4 separate regions of the Sus scrofa genome follow, and all the other regions are linked to region 1. Evidence: chromatin contacts called from public Hi-C and HiChIP or PLAC-seq data. All regions are on one chromosome and are shown on one strand. Each heading gives the region's core, a stretch centred on a gene start, on an enhancer-like site or on the middle of the called end of the contact. The rest is flanking DNA. Distances are from core to core; before and after follow the strand shown. Region 1 holds the start of BLCAP (bladder cancer-associated protein). Region 2 holds the start of RPN2 (ribophorin II). Region 3 holds the start of RBL1 (retinoblastoma-like protein 1). Region 4 overlaps RPN2 (ribophorin II).

Evidence for each region. Hi-C and Micro-C count contacts between places; a contact is called where the count stands out from the background. HiChIP or PLAC-seq counts read pairs in DNA pulled down with a chosen protein or histone mark.
Region 2: a contact with region 1 is called in a Hi-C map of embryonic fibroblasts, with 9 times the contacts expected there. The contact joins the promoter of RPN2 here to the promoter of BLCAP in region 1. A contact is called at or near these places in 2 of 5 promoter capture datasets (fetal liver and liver), 21 of 47 Hi-C or Micro-C datasets (adipose tissue, alveolar macrophages, blood and 12 more) and 2 of 2 datasets of contacts at active chromatin or transcription factors (alveolar macrophages and skeletal muscle).
Region 3: a Hi-C map of heart right ventricle shows a contact between it and region 1, with 3 times the contacts expected there. The contact joins the promoter of RBL1 here to the promoter of BLCAP in region 1. A contact is called at or near these places in 2 of 47 Hi-C or Micro-C datasets (embryonic fibroblasts and heart right ventricle).
Region 4: a contact with region 1 is called in an H3K27ac HiChIP or PLAC-seq map of alveolar macrophages. The contact joins the enhancer-like site here to the promoter of BLCAP in region 1. A contact is called at or near these places in 2 of 5 promoter capture datasets (fetal skeletal muscle and skeletal muscle), 2 of 47 Hi-C or Micro-C datasets (embryonic fibroblasts and heart right ventricle) and 2 of 2 datasets of contacts at active chromatin or transcription factors (alveolar macrophages and skeletal muscle).

What each region holds. Positions count from the first base shown.
Region 1 is chr17:40,632,288-40,634,987 of Sscrofa11.1, forward strand. BLCAP (bladder cancer-associated protein) reads right to left here and starts at 1,326. Exons shown (of 3, transcript XR_001302112.2): 1 at 1,213-1,326.
Region 2 is chr17:40,321,210-40,323,909 of Sscrofa11.1, forward strand. RPN2 (ribophorin II) reads left to right here and starts at 1,448. Exons shown (of 17, transcript NM_213941.1): 1 at 1,448-1,493. The coding sequence starts at 1,481.
Region 3 is chr17:40,277,963-40,280,688 of Sscrofa11.1, forward strand. It overlaps RBL1 (retinoblastoma-like protein 1), which reads right to left and starts at 1,356. Exons shown (of 22, transcript XM_021077346.1): 1 at 934-1,356. The coding sequence starts at 1,089. It overlaps LOC110257355 (a long non-coding RNA gene), which reads left to right and starts at 367. Exons shown (of 3, transcript XR_002339844.1): 1 at 367-469.
Region 4 is chr17:40,358,038-40,360,737 of Sscrofa11.1, forward strand. All of the region lies in intron 9 of RPN2 (ribophorin II), which reads left to right. Among named protein-coding and RNA genes, the nearest start is that of RPN2, 37 kb to the left of the region's middle. Within about 2 kb of position 1,439, at least 5 of the 83 cell types and tissues checked have an H3K27ac peak or open chromatin away from gene starts, as enhancers often do. A contact at or near this core is called in alveolar macrophages, where this site is marked.

The DNA of each region.
Region 1 (2,700 bases), core at 76-2,575:
AAAGATAAGAGAACAACAACAACAAAAGACAGCCAAACCCAGACTTCCAGATTCCTCTTTGAAACAACATATTATAGATAAAAAGTTAAACTGGTTTTGGCAGCAATTCTAACAAGACCAAAGTCAGATATGGAATTGACCTGGTCACTGGAAACCGCCCAGGGCACCACAATCTTTCAACAGATTTGCTTGATATTAATTAGTCTTTGATTTAAAACAAACAAATAAATAAACAAGATCTAACATTTGGCCTTAGCACTTAAGCTGGAACTTTTTCTTTTTTTTTTTTTTTTTTGGTCCTGGCTTTGGTGTTGCCGTCCAGAAGGCTGAGGGGATGGTTGTACCATGTCAGGCAGGGCAAACAGAAGCTGTCCCCAACACACCAGTTCCCTGAAAGGGGTAAAACACGAACCAAACCTATAAACAGAAAGACCATTTCTTTCCTAGGACAGACCTCAGTCTGACCCAACATTTAATGTTGAAAAGGGACACGGAGGCCTGGAAGGAAATTAAAGGCGGTCTGGAAGAGGGAAGAAAAAAAAAATCAACTGTCTCCCATCCCCCATTCTTCTTTTCAGGCCATTACTGTGCCAGGCATTCCATTCCTTCAGCTGCCCTTGAGGGCCACTCCCCATACGTACTGGAGGAAAGGGAACAGGTCGGCAGACCTGATAGAAAATTAGAAGGAGTAAGAAGCACCCGCGACCCAAAGCTGAGAGTCAAGCTATCACCCCGGGCACCAAGGCGGTGGCGTGGGAGCGGGAGACCCCTTTCTCTCCTCTCCACGTCCCTTCTGATTAAAAAAAATGCAATTAAAGTGGCAGGGACAGAGTGACAGGACTCTCAGAAGCTGAGCCCCCTGCCATGTGCCCCGGGGTCTAAGAAAAGGTGGCCGCACCCCTAGCCCCGCGCTCCCTAGCTCTGCCTGCTCCCTCCCGAGAGCAAACAGGCGAGCGCTGACCTTGGAGGCCAGAATCTGAACCTAGGAGTCCGGTGACACGCCCTCGGGCCGGGAAGGGACCCCCCAAGGCCCAGGCTGGGGACGAAACAGGGCAATCACGTGACACCGGACAGGGGCGGCCCAAGGTGCACGGAAGGAAAACCCCTGAAAGGGACCGGACGACGCCTAAGGTGACCCCGAAGGGACAACATGGCGGCGCGGCCGCATTGAGGGCCTCTCATCCCGCCCCCAGGAGGCCAATGCCACAGTACCTGCAAGCCCTGCCATGGCGCCGCCGCCACCGCTGTCGCCCTCGCCGCCGCAGCCTGCCTCCACCTCAGCTCGCCACCGACGCCGCAAGAAGCCGGGGAGACGCCCCCTTGGTCTTCTAGACGAGCCGGCCGAGGACCCCTCCCGGGACCGAGCTGCCTACAGCATACGCCTGATCATACGACCTAAATTGGGGTCACTCTCGCCCACTATCCCCCCAATATTTGCCACATATAGCCTTTTGAAGACGTCCTACCAACGTGTGCAGAACTCCAGGGGCTCTGAACTCTTCAAGTCTAAAGTAGTTTTGATCAGGCGTATGCCGGGCAGCCCCGAATCTCGGCTCCTTTGGTCCCCTTATGCATATGCAGCAGATTGTGATCTTTAACACGCTGAGAGAGAAGGGGGCGTACCCTCGTCTCCGTAGGTGAGCGTTTGTTCACTGCGACCCTCGTGGATGACCCGAGTACTCTGGGAAAAACCTTCTCGTGGCTCAAAGTCCGCCTCCTCCCCGGTCCCTTCACCAAGGCCAAAAGGTCAGGAACGGAACTATTCCGGCTCAGAATTTAGGATTTGTCTTGGGTCAGGATCTGACTCTTCCCCACTTCGGGCGAGCCACTTGCCCACTGCGACTCATCTTCCCCAAATCTGATGAAATGCCTGCTTCACAGGGTGGTTGTAGGGATTAAATGAGTCTGTGTATCCATTTATTAGCTAATGAAGCACATTCTTCGAGGTCTTGCTATGCGTAAGTGCAGTGCTAAAAAGGCAAGAGAATAGAATGGAGAGTGACACAGGCGCTGTTCTAACTCAAGGCTCTGCCAGTCCACTGGGGGAGAGTGACGGAAGGGCTTCTACAATCATCGAAAGAGCACTCTCTGTTAATAATTTTAATCAAATCAACATATAATTATGCACGATGGGAAGTGCTGTGGGTGGAAAATGAAGAATGTTATGAAAAGTTAGTGGAATACTAATGTGGGGTGAAGAGTGAGGGTGGTCTCTCCATGGGAAGCTGGTATTTAGGCGGACACCAAGGACAGTTAGGAGCTGCACAGGGCAAGAGTGAGAGGGGAAATGTTCTAGGCAGAAAGAACCCCTTGTCCTAGATGTGGGGGTGGAAAGGAGTGGGTGAGGGTGAGAAATGAGCAAGTAGGGCAGGTTGTGCTACCTAATGAATTTGGATTTTCTCTTGAGGGTAATGAGAAGCCATTTTCATCGGAGGGCTGATAACCAGATTGCGGTTTCTGAAAGGCTACCCTGACTGCATGACTTAGAAAGCACTTTCCAGTGGGTGTAGGGGGACCAGTTAGAAGGCTGGTTTCAGGTTTCCAGGTGCACCTGGCAGGGTGGTGGCTTGGGGAGGTGGAGAAGTAAAGAATGTAAGATGGGCAGGTGGGTGCTGAGGCATTGGCAGCTTAGATCTTTGCCTTGAGTATGATGGAATGAAAGAGACCTTGACTAAGGTGGGAAGAGGCTGAAGAAGGTTT
Region 2 (2,700 bases), core at 198-2,697, 310 kb before region 1:
GGAGGTTCCTAGGCTAGGGATCGAGTCGGAGCTGCAGCTGCTGGCCTGCACCACAGTCACAGCAATGCCAGATCCGATCCACGTCTGCGACCTACACCACAGCTCATGGCAACACCAGAACCTTAACCCACTGATCAAAGCCAGGGATCAAACCCGCATCCTCATGGATACTAGTTGGGGTCATTTCCCCTGAGCCACGAAGGGAACTCCTCCTCAACTTTTCTAAATAGCTGTATTTAACAACCAATTTGCAAAATTTCTGATAAATTTAACAACTGACTCTCAAGCCAATATGAGACTTTCGCGCATACTGAGTTGGAAGAGTACTTTATGTATTCTAGATCAGAACTGCCCAAGGGAACTTTCTGTGACGGTGGAAATGTTCTATAATTCTGTGCTGTCCAATATGATCTCCACCAGCCCCATGTGGCTACTGCGTGCTTGAAATGTGGTTAGTATAACTGAGGAACAGAATTTTAAATTTTAATTAACTTAAATTCAAATTTAAATATCAACATATAGCTAGTATACCATATTCAACAGCACAGTACCAGACATAGAAATAACTGACTCACCCCTGTTTGGGATAATAATATCTGGGACACTAATGTTAATAATAGTTACTGCATTGTGAATAAATGTTCGTAATAGTTAAAAGCACAGATTATGGAGTCAGACTGCATAGGTTCAAATCTTTGTTTCCTTCGCTGCAAAATGGGAATACTAATTGTACATACCTCACAGAATGGTGATGAAATAGTACATGGAGTGCTTAGTACACTGCGGGCTATGCCCCAAACGATCAAAAACTGGAGTTAGTACAGAGTTCTTGGATGAGTCATTTCCATTTTTGAGTCTCTTAATTCATCTGCAAAATTTGGGCTAGTATGCTCCTCACCCAAATGCTTTGCAAATCAATTAAAACGTCATTCATAGGTCAGTTATTAAAAACCAAAACAACCTTTGGAGAAAATCGCCATAATTTTCTAATTAAAAGCAAACGAACAAACAAACTACCAGCAAAAGCCTCGAATACTACTCTTCCTACTCCACCGAACCCTTCCCATTCCTTTAAAATCCGCCGGGCTGCAGACAGACGCCTGAGTGACAGTGTAATCGGCCAATCACAGCAGGCCCCGTCTCGGGCCCACCCCAGACGCCGCGTCCAACCGCGTGCCAGTGGTGCCCAGAATCGGGCGTTGAGAAGCGGACGGTTCCAAGTGGGCCACAGCGAGGGGGGAAGCGGGCCTGTACGCGAAGACCGCGGTGCCCTGTGCGCCGAAGGACTGGCATTCTGGCCGCGGCTCCTAGGAGAGGCCCGGTTCCGCGGGACAGCGTGGACTGACCTGTGCTTAGAGCCCATCCCAGCACGCGGAGTCTGTTGCGAGTCCCGGGCGTCCCCTCCGGCGCGCTCTTGGAGCCACTTTCCCGAGCGGAAGTCCGCCTGCGGCTCGGGCCCTAGTGGGACCTGCTCGGAGGAATGGCGCCGCCGGGTGAGGCGTTGCGCATGGTTCGATAACGGGGTCCCGGGGACCGCACGCCTCGGCGAGTGGGCCGTCGCCCGCGGCAGGCTAGTGCTTGCCACTCGGGAGCCGGCCGGGCGGGTCCCCCTTCCCCTGTGGGACAGGGGCATGGGCTTGGGGTCTCTTGGGGTCGGGGGTCTGACGGAGGGCTGTCCAGCGGGTGGAACTGCCAGCGAGCGGAGGAGACGGTGGGGGTGGGTGCGGCGCGGGTCTACGGGTCCCCCAGAGGCCCAGCCGGATACCACAGCCGCGGATAACCCTGGGTCTGGCTTTGCTCATTCATTTGACTCGCGCGGGCATCCGGGCCAGGCGGCCTAAGAGTGAGATTTTGGCTAATTCTTCTTTCTTTGGACAGTAGTTTTTTTAAAGATAGGGGCAAGACAATCACTCACCTCTTTTTAGGAGCTTAGAGCATGAGTTCTGAAGTTGGAGTATCCAGTTGCAAACTTAGTCTGCCACGTATTCCCCTGCTGCGCTGTTTGCTTAACTCCTCTGCATCTCAGTTTCTCATTTGTAAAATAGATTGGCCACATTATCTGCCTCATGCATTCCTGTGTGTAATGAATGAGATAGTCTTTCTACATAGCGTAGAACAGTGCGTGGCACTAAGTAAGCAGCCAGGAAACCTAACTATATTGCTAGCTAATGCGTGGGCACTGTGCGGGATGGAATCTCAGGTAGTCCAGCCACACAACTTGGGAAATGTGTACTATTGACAAGTGGAAAAGATGGAATTCCACACAGGGGAAGTAACTTCTCCAAAATTGAGAAGTTGAGGATAATAGAGTTTCTGCAGTTTGTTTCTCAGCTAGTTACAAGTCTTAGGGCAGATAACTGTTTTTGAGACCCTTTCTTGGTCTGTAAATCGCACTCACTTAGATAGTGTGAGGATTTAATGACTAAATCCGTGCAAAATACTCAGCACAGTATGGGCATACGGGACACATGTTAAGTGCTCAAATTTTAGCCCCCACAGTTGTTAGGATTAACACGGGGTGGGAAGAAAAGGATTCTGGCGCAAATACTGTGTTATAGTAATTTACAGCCTAGCTGGGAAAATGTTACTCATAGTCACTCACTAGGTCTTAATAGATGAAGTACATGCATGTATTCAAGGCACTGGGGAGTCAGCATTGGTGTCATAGATTCCTCTTCTACATCTTTCTACCCACTAGCA
Region 3 (2,726 bases), core at 106-2,605, 350 kb before region 1:
GTTTGATCATAAGGCCTCTGGAGTAATTGTGAACAGTTCCATCACAATTCTATCTCTACGTAGGCTTACCACTCGACTGGGTGCCTATCATAATTAGTGAGAATGATTCTGGGTAAGACAGTCCTCTGGGCCTTGATGTTATTACCTGAAAAGCAGGTTTAAAACTCATTGCCCTGCCATGTTCACAGAGCTCTCATGAGAACTAAATGCAAGAGTGATTGGGGGAAAATTCGAATGATAGCCTACATTTATTTTGTTCAGAGACAGACACTGTACTTCGCATTGGGATAATCTAATTATCCCCATCTGAGAGGAGAAACCTGGGGCGGAGAGATAAGCACTGTGTGCACACTCGATAATAATGTGATCAAACTGCTGCATAGTCTACCGCAAGGCGAGCAACCAACACCTTGAGGCGGAAGGTGAAGAGGTTGTGGTTCCGGCTCCACCACTACCCGTGTGACCCTGGGTAAGTAGCTTAACCACTTGAGGGCTCAGCTTCCTCAGCTGTATAATGGGGATCACGGAACATGTTCAAAGGGTTGTGGCGAGAACTAAGTAAAATGACAAAGCGCTGCGCAGTGGCATCTCAGCACACAATTCGTTTAACCTTTCACCATTACAGAACTTTTTTTTTTTTTATACAAACTTAAGAGCAGTCCCATGAGTTTGCGGCGCAGGTCTGGGGTCTAGGGAGCCCCTGAGTGGCGTGACCCTGAACCAGCTGCTCCTTTTCCGGACTTCGATTTCCCGCCTCAAAATAAGTGGCGAGATTGATCTACACCCGCCCTTCCAGTCTCGAACTCTTCGGCGCCGGGATGGGCAGAGACCCTTCCCGGTGGGGAAACTCCCACCGCCCTACTGGGTGGGGTGGGGCGGAGCAGGGGTGGGGCCTGGCGAGCTCGGTCGTCCGCCTCACCTGCCGCCGCTCACCTCTAGACTGTAGGTGCCCCGGATGGCGGTGAAGTCGTCCAGGGCTTCGGCCGCGCTCCCCTCGTCCAGGTTCAGCTCCTGGCACAGAGCCTGCAGTGCTTCTCCGGCCGCGGCGACCACCGCCGCCCCCTCGGCGCAGGGATCTTCCTCGTCCATCCCCTCAGGCCCGGCGGGCGGCGTGGTCACAGCCCCGGCTCCTTTCTCCTTCCTGGGCGCGCTACCCACAACCTCCCGCGCCAAAGCGCGCGAAAATCGCGGGTTGTAGCACTACGTCTTTTTGATGGTCTGCATCCGCGTTTCTCCTGAAAAAAAGTCCGTCTTTCCTCCAGGGCTCCACGCTGCCCCTTCCAGAAACATGCTAAGAAGAAGGAATTTAGAGTCTAAAAAACCTGGACTTGGCCCTTGGCAGGTAGCGGTAGACACAGCCGGCGGGACAAATTGGGTGCGGAGGGATCGGCAGTCCGCGCGCAGAGTCTGCTGGGAGTGGTAGTCCATATCCTGCCTTGGAGCGGGCGGCGGGATTGGGCTCCGTGTTGCGGGGTGGCCTTGTTAATTTTAGAGAGGTCTCCTCTGCCCCACCAACCCGTGGGCCTGGGTTTGTCACTGCCGCGGGGCGCCAAACACAGACTAATCCAGAGTTGTCCCTTGAGTTAGGAGTTGGAGGAAATCGAAAAATGTCCGTCTACAGAGAGGGCTAGGAAAGGCCTGTCGGACCCTCCTCAGTGTCTTTAGCACCTAGTGAATGGTTTTTTGAGCGACTGAAGGGTTGGTGAGGCAGGGGTATTAGGGGACCCCTATCCATCGCTTCTTGAACTCCAAATGAGGCTTGACCTGGGCTAAAAGAGCTGCAGTAAGGGGGCACTTTCTCAGCTCCCTGCTCCCTGGGAGCTGGGTCCCTGGAACCTAGTAAAAATCGTCCTTCCAGACTTAGGAGTGACCAGAACATAAACCTGAAGGCATGGAACTGGTCTTAAAGCTGACCCTTCTGCTCCAGCAAGACCCCTTTCCCATGAAGAGCCAGAGTGATCTTTTAAAAAGGTAAATAAGAGCATAGTCAATCATTTAGGATCCTTCAGTAAACCCTTTGCCCTTAAAGTAATGTCCAAAATTCTTTCCATGGCCAGTAAGGCCCTATGTAATCTGGCCCCACCTCATCTAGGGGAGCGTCCCCTTCTCCAGATATATAATAAGATCCAGCCTCACTGCTTTGTTTTGGAACCTTGGAAATGCCAAGCTGCCAAATTAGTTCTTTCCACAAAGACTTTCTCACATGGTGGTCAAACAGCCCCTCTATGCCAGGTCTTTTCTTGTCTGCCTCATCCTCATTCAAGTTCAACTAAAAGGCACCCTGTCAGGGCATCCCTGAGCACTTTATTTCAAATAGCTGACTCTCATCTTTTCCTCCACCATATTTGTCTTCATAGCACCTTATCATTATCTGAAATTATCTTTATTCCCTGGTTCTTCCTACTAAAATGTGAGTTTCATGAGAGTAGGGCCTTCCTTTTGAGGCAGAGTACTAACTCATGTAGTCAGTGTAGGAGCATGGGCTTTGATGCATTCTTTGATATGGCTGTTGATTAACATTTGTGGTTTAAGGGCTCCAGAGAGTAATTCCCCACAGGCCTTGTTTACTATAGGAAATGTGCCTCTCCCCATAGGGACCTTAATCTCTAACCCACTCCTCAACTGATAGAAAAGGAATGAGAGGAATGGTAACTTAGTCCAAGGAAAGAGGACAAAGAAATCATAAAACACATGGGATAGTTCCACCCCTAAAACTCCTATTGGAC
Region 4 (2,700 bases), core at 189-2,688, 270 kb before region 1:
GTTCCCATTGTGGCTCAGTGGGAACAAACCCGACTAGTATCCATGAGGATGCGGGTTCAATCCCTGGTCCAGCGTTGCTGTGAGCTGTTCAATCCAGTGAGCTGTGGTGTAGGTCACAGATGCTGCTTGGATCTGGCATTGCTGTGGCATAGGCCAGCAGCTGCACCTCTGATTTGACCCCCTAACCTGGGAACTTCCATATGCCGCAGGTGCATATAAAAAAAATAAAATTGGGGCTGAGAGCAAGCCCAAAATGGTGAGTTCACTGCACTTTACCTTTTCGTTATTCCATATGTGTGCATTGTGAATGCTTATAACGTCTTTAGGACAGATACACAGTTGAATCTTGATTAGCTGGCCATGGTGACCATGTTATTATTGAAAGTTTATAGTCAGGATTCTAAGTAAAACCTGCAAGATGATGGTTTCCTTATCTTTATAATTAGGATATGTTGAGGAGCCTCCCACAAGTCTTTAAACATCTGTTTGTGTTTATCCATCTGTTGAAAGGGAGAGTGATTATTTTCTAAATCATATTTATCGAGTGATATTTTTTAATAAAAGTGTTTGTAAAGAAGAAAGTATATGTCATAAAATCTCATTGTTCAAATAATCCATATTTTTAAAAAATTGGAGTAAAATATGCATGTAGTTTAAAAAAATTCAGAGTACAAAAAGGTATATAATGAAATATAAGAGCTTTTTCTTACCCCTTCAATCCAATCCCTCTTCTTAGAGGAATCTATTATTAACAGTTAATTGTGTATACTTTGAAAAAGAAAGATGCATATCATTGAATGTATGAATATCCTTTCTTATTTACACTAAAGGGACCATTCTATGCACAGTTATATTCTTTGCTTTTGTCACAAACTGGGGGCTCCCAGCTTTCCCCTTGGGGGTCTATTCAACTTGATGCACCCCCCACTGCCTGGCCCTGCTCCCCTGCCATAATTCACCCAGTTGCCTGGACTCAGTGACAGGCAGTGTTAAATAGAATTCTCCCAATGGATGGCTGTGTATTCAAGAGTAGGAGGTAGTATCTCTGTATCAGTCCATAAACTCCTACCTTCTTCTTTTAAATTGCCCCAAAGTAATTCAAGTTGTAGGTGTATATGCCATTATTTAACTAGTCTCCTGTTTGTGGACATTTAGGTGGGATGATAATTTTAAAATCACATTTACAAATTAAATGAGTGAGTCCTTAAGAGAATGAGCCACAGAAGTGAAGAGGGAATTATCTAGTTAATGTTGATGAAGATTGCAGCGTAATTACCTATGAAAACATTATTTTTATAGCACTGAGTATTGCTAGACTTCTACTTCTCCTGAAGCTGGCAGACTGCCCAAGCCCTCCCGCCTCCCATTTCCCACTTCCCAACCAAAGGCTGCCCCAGGCCGACTTGGGTCATAGTTCCCTCTGTAGCACTTTGTCCCTCCCTCCATTAATAACAGCCTGGTCTGTTGTAATTTATCTTTGCTTTTTGGCTTCCCTTTAGGACAGGGAGTGTGTCTTGCCATTTCTTATATTCCTGTACCCTAGGTGCTCCACATGCTCTAGGAGGGTGTAGAGAAGTGGTCTCAGTGGGGAGTCTTGCTAATCAAAGCTCTTTGGCTGCTTCTTTGCTTGAGCATTCCACTTTAGTATTTCTTCAAATGGAAGTGCCATCAGTGCCTCTCTGGGATGAGCAAAGTTGGCTCTGGTTCCGAGCTCTAAATGAGTTGTGAAGTTGTTTGCTCAGCAGAGTGCCCAAAGAGCCATAGTAGAGGGTCCAAGCTCTCTCTGGTGGCTTATTCAACTTGAAAACCGTCTGTTCCCCTCCCCCCACCATAATTCCCTAGTTACCTAGATTCAGTGACAAGCTATGATGACAAGCTATATAATTCTGCCAATAGGTGGCTGTATATTCAAAAGCAGGAGGTAATAATGCCCTTATAGACTCTGGTAATAAATCTCTTAGGGATGCATGTGTGGTTTTTTGTTTTTATTTTTCTTTTTTTCTTTCTTTTTTTTTTTTTTTTTCCATCTTTCTGCTATTTCTTGGGCCGCTCCCGCGGCATATGGAGGTTCCCAGGCTAGGGGTCGAATCGGAGCTGTAGCTGCCAGCCTACACCAGAACCACAGCAACGCGGGATCCAAGCCGCGTCTGCAACCTACACCACAGGTCACGGCAACGCCGGATCGTTAACCCACTGAGCAAGGGCAGGGATCGAACCCGCAACCTCATGGTTCCTAGTCGGATTCGTAAACCACTGTGCCACAACGGGAACTCCTGTTTTTATTTTTCTTAAAACAAAACAGAGCACCTCTGTTCAACCTGATAATTGAGGCTATTGTTACAAAATAGTAGTTATAGAGGTAGAGGAGAAGGCTATGAAAAGGAATTACTTGCTAGCTATCTTTATCCCTTTTTAATTTTTCTTCTTTGCCCTTGATTTGAGGTTGTTACACCTTGATAGTACACTTTAGAAAAATGCTGAAGCTCTCCTTCAATTATTTGCCCAGGCTTCTAACTTTGTTCCTTGATCCTGACTTAGATGATAAACCAGTGGATTTGGCAAGGCTTTCCATAAGCATTTCATTCAAGCTTGTCAAATATTTGGAAATCTCACAGATATGTTTACACATTAAAAATGCCCTGGGATTGTATAATTTGTACACTGAAACTTAGGTTTTAAATAAAAAATGTCATGGCCAAA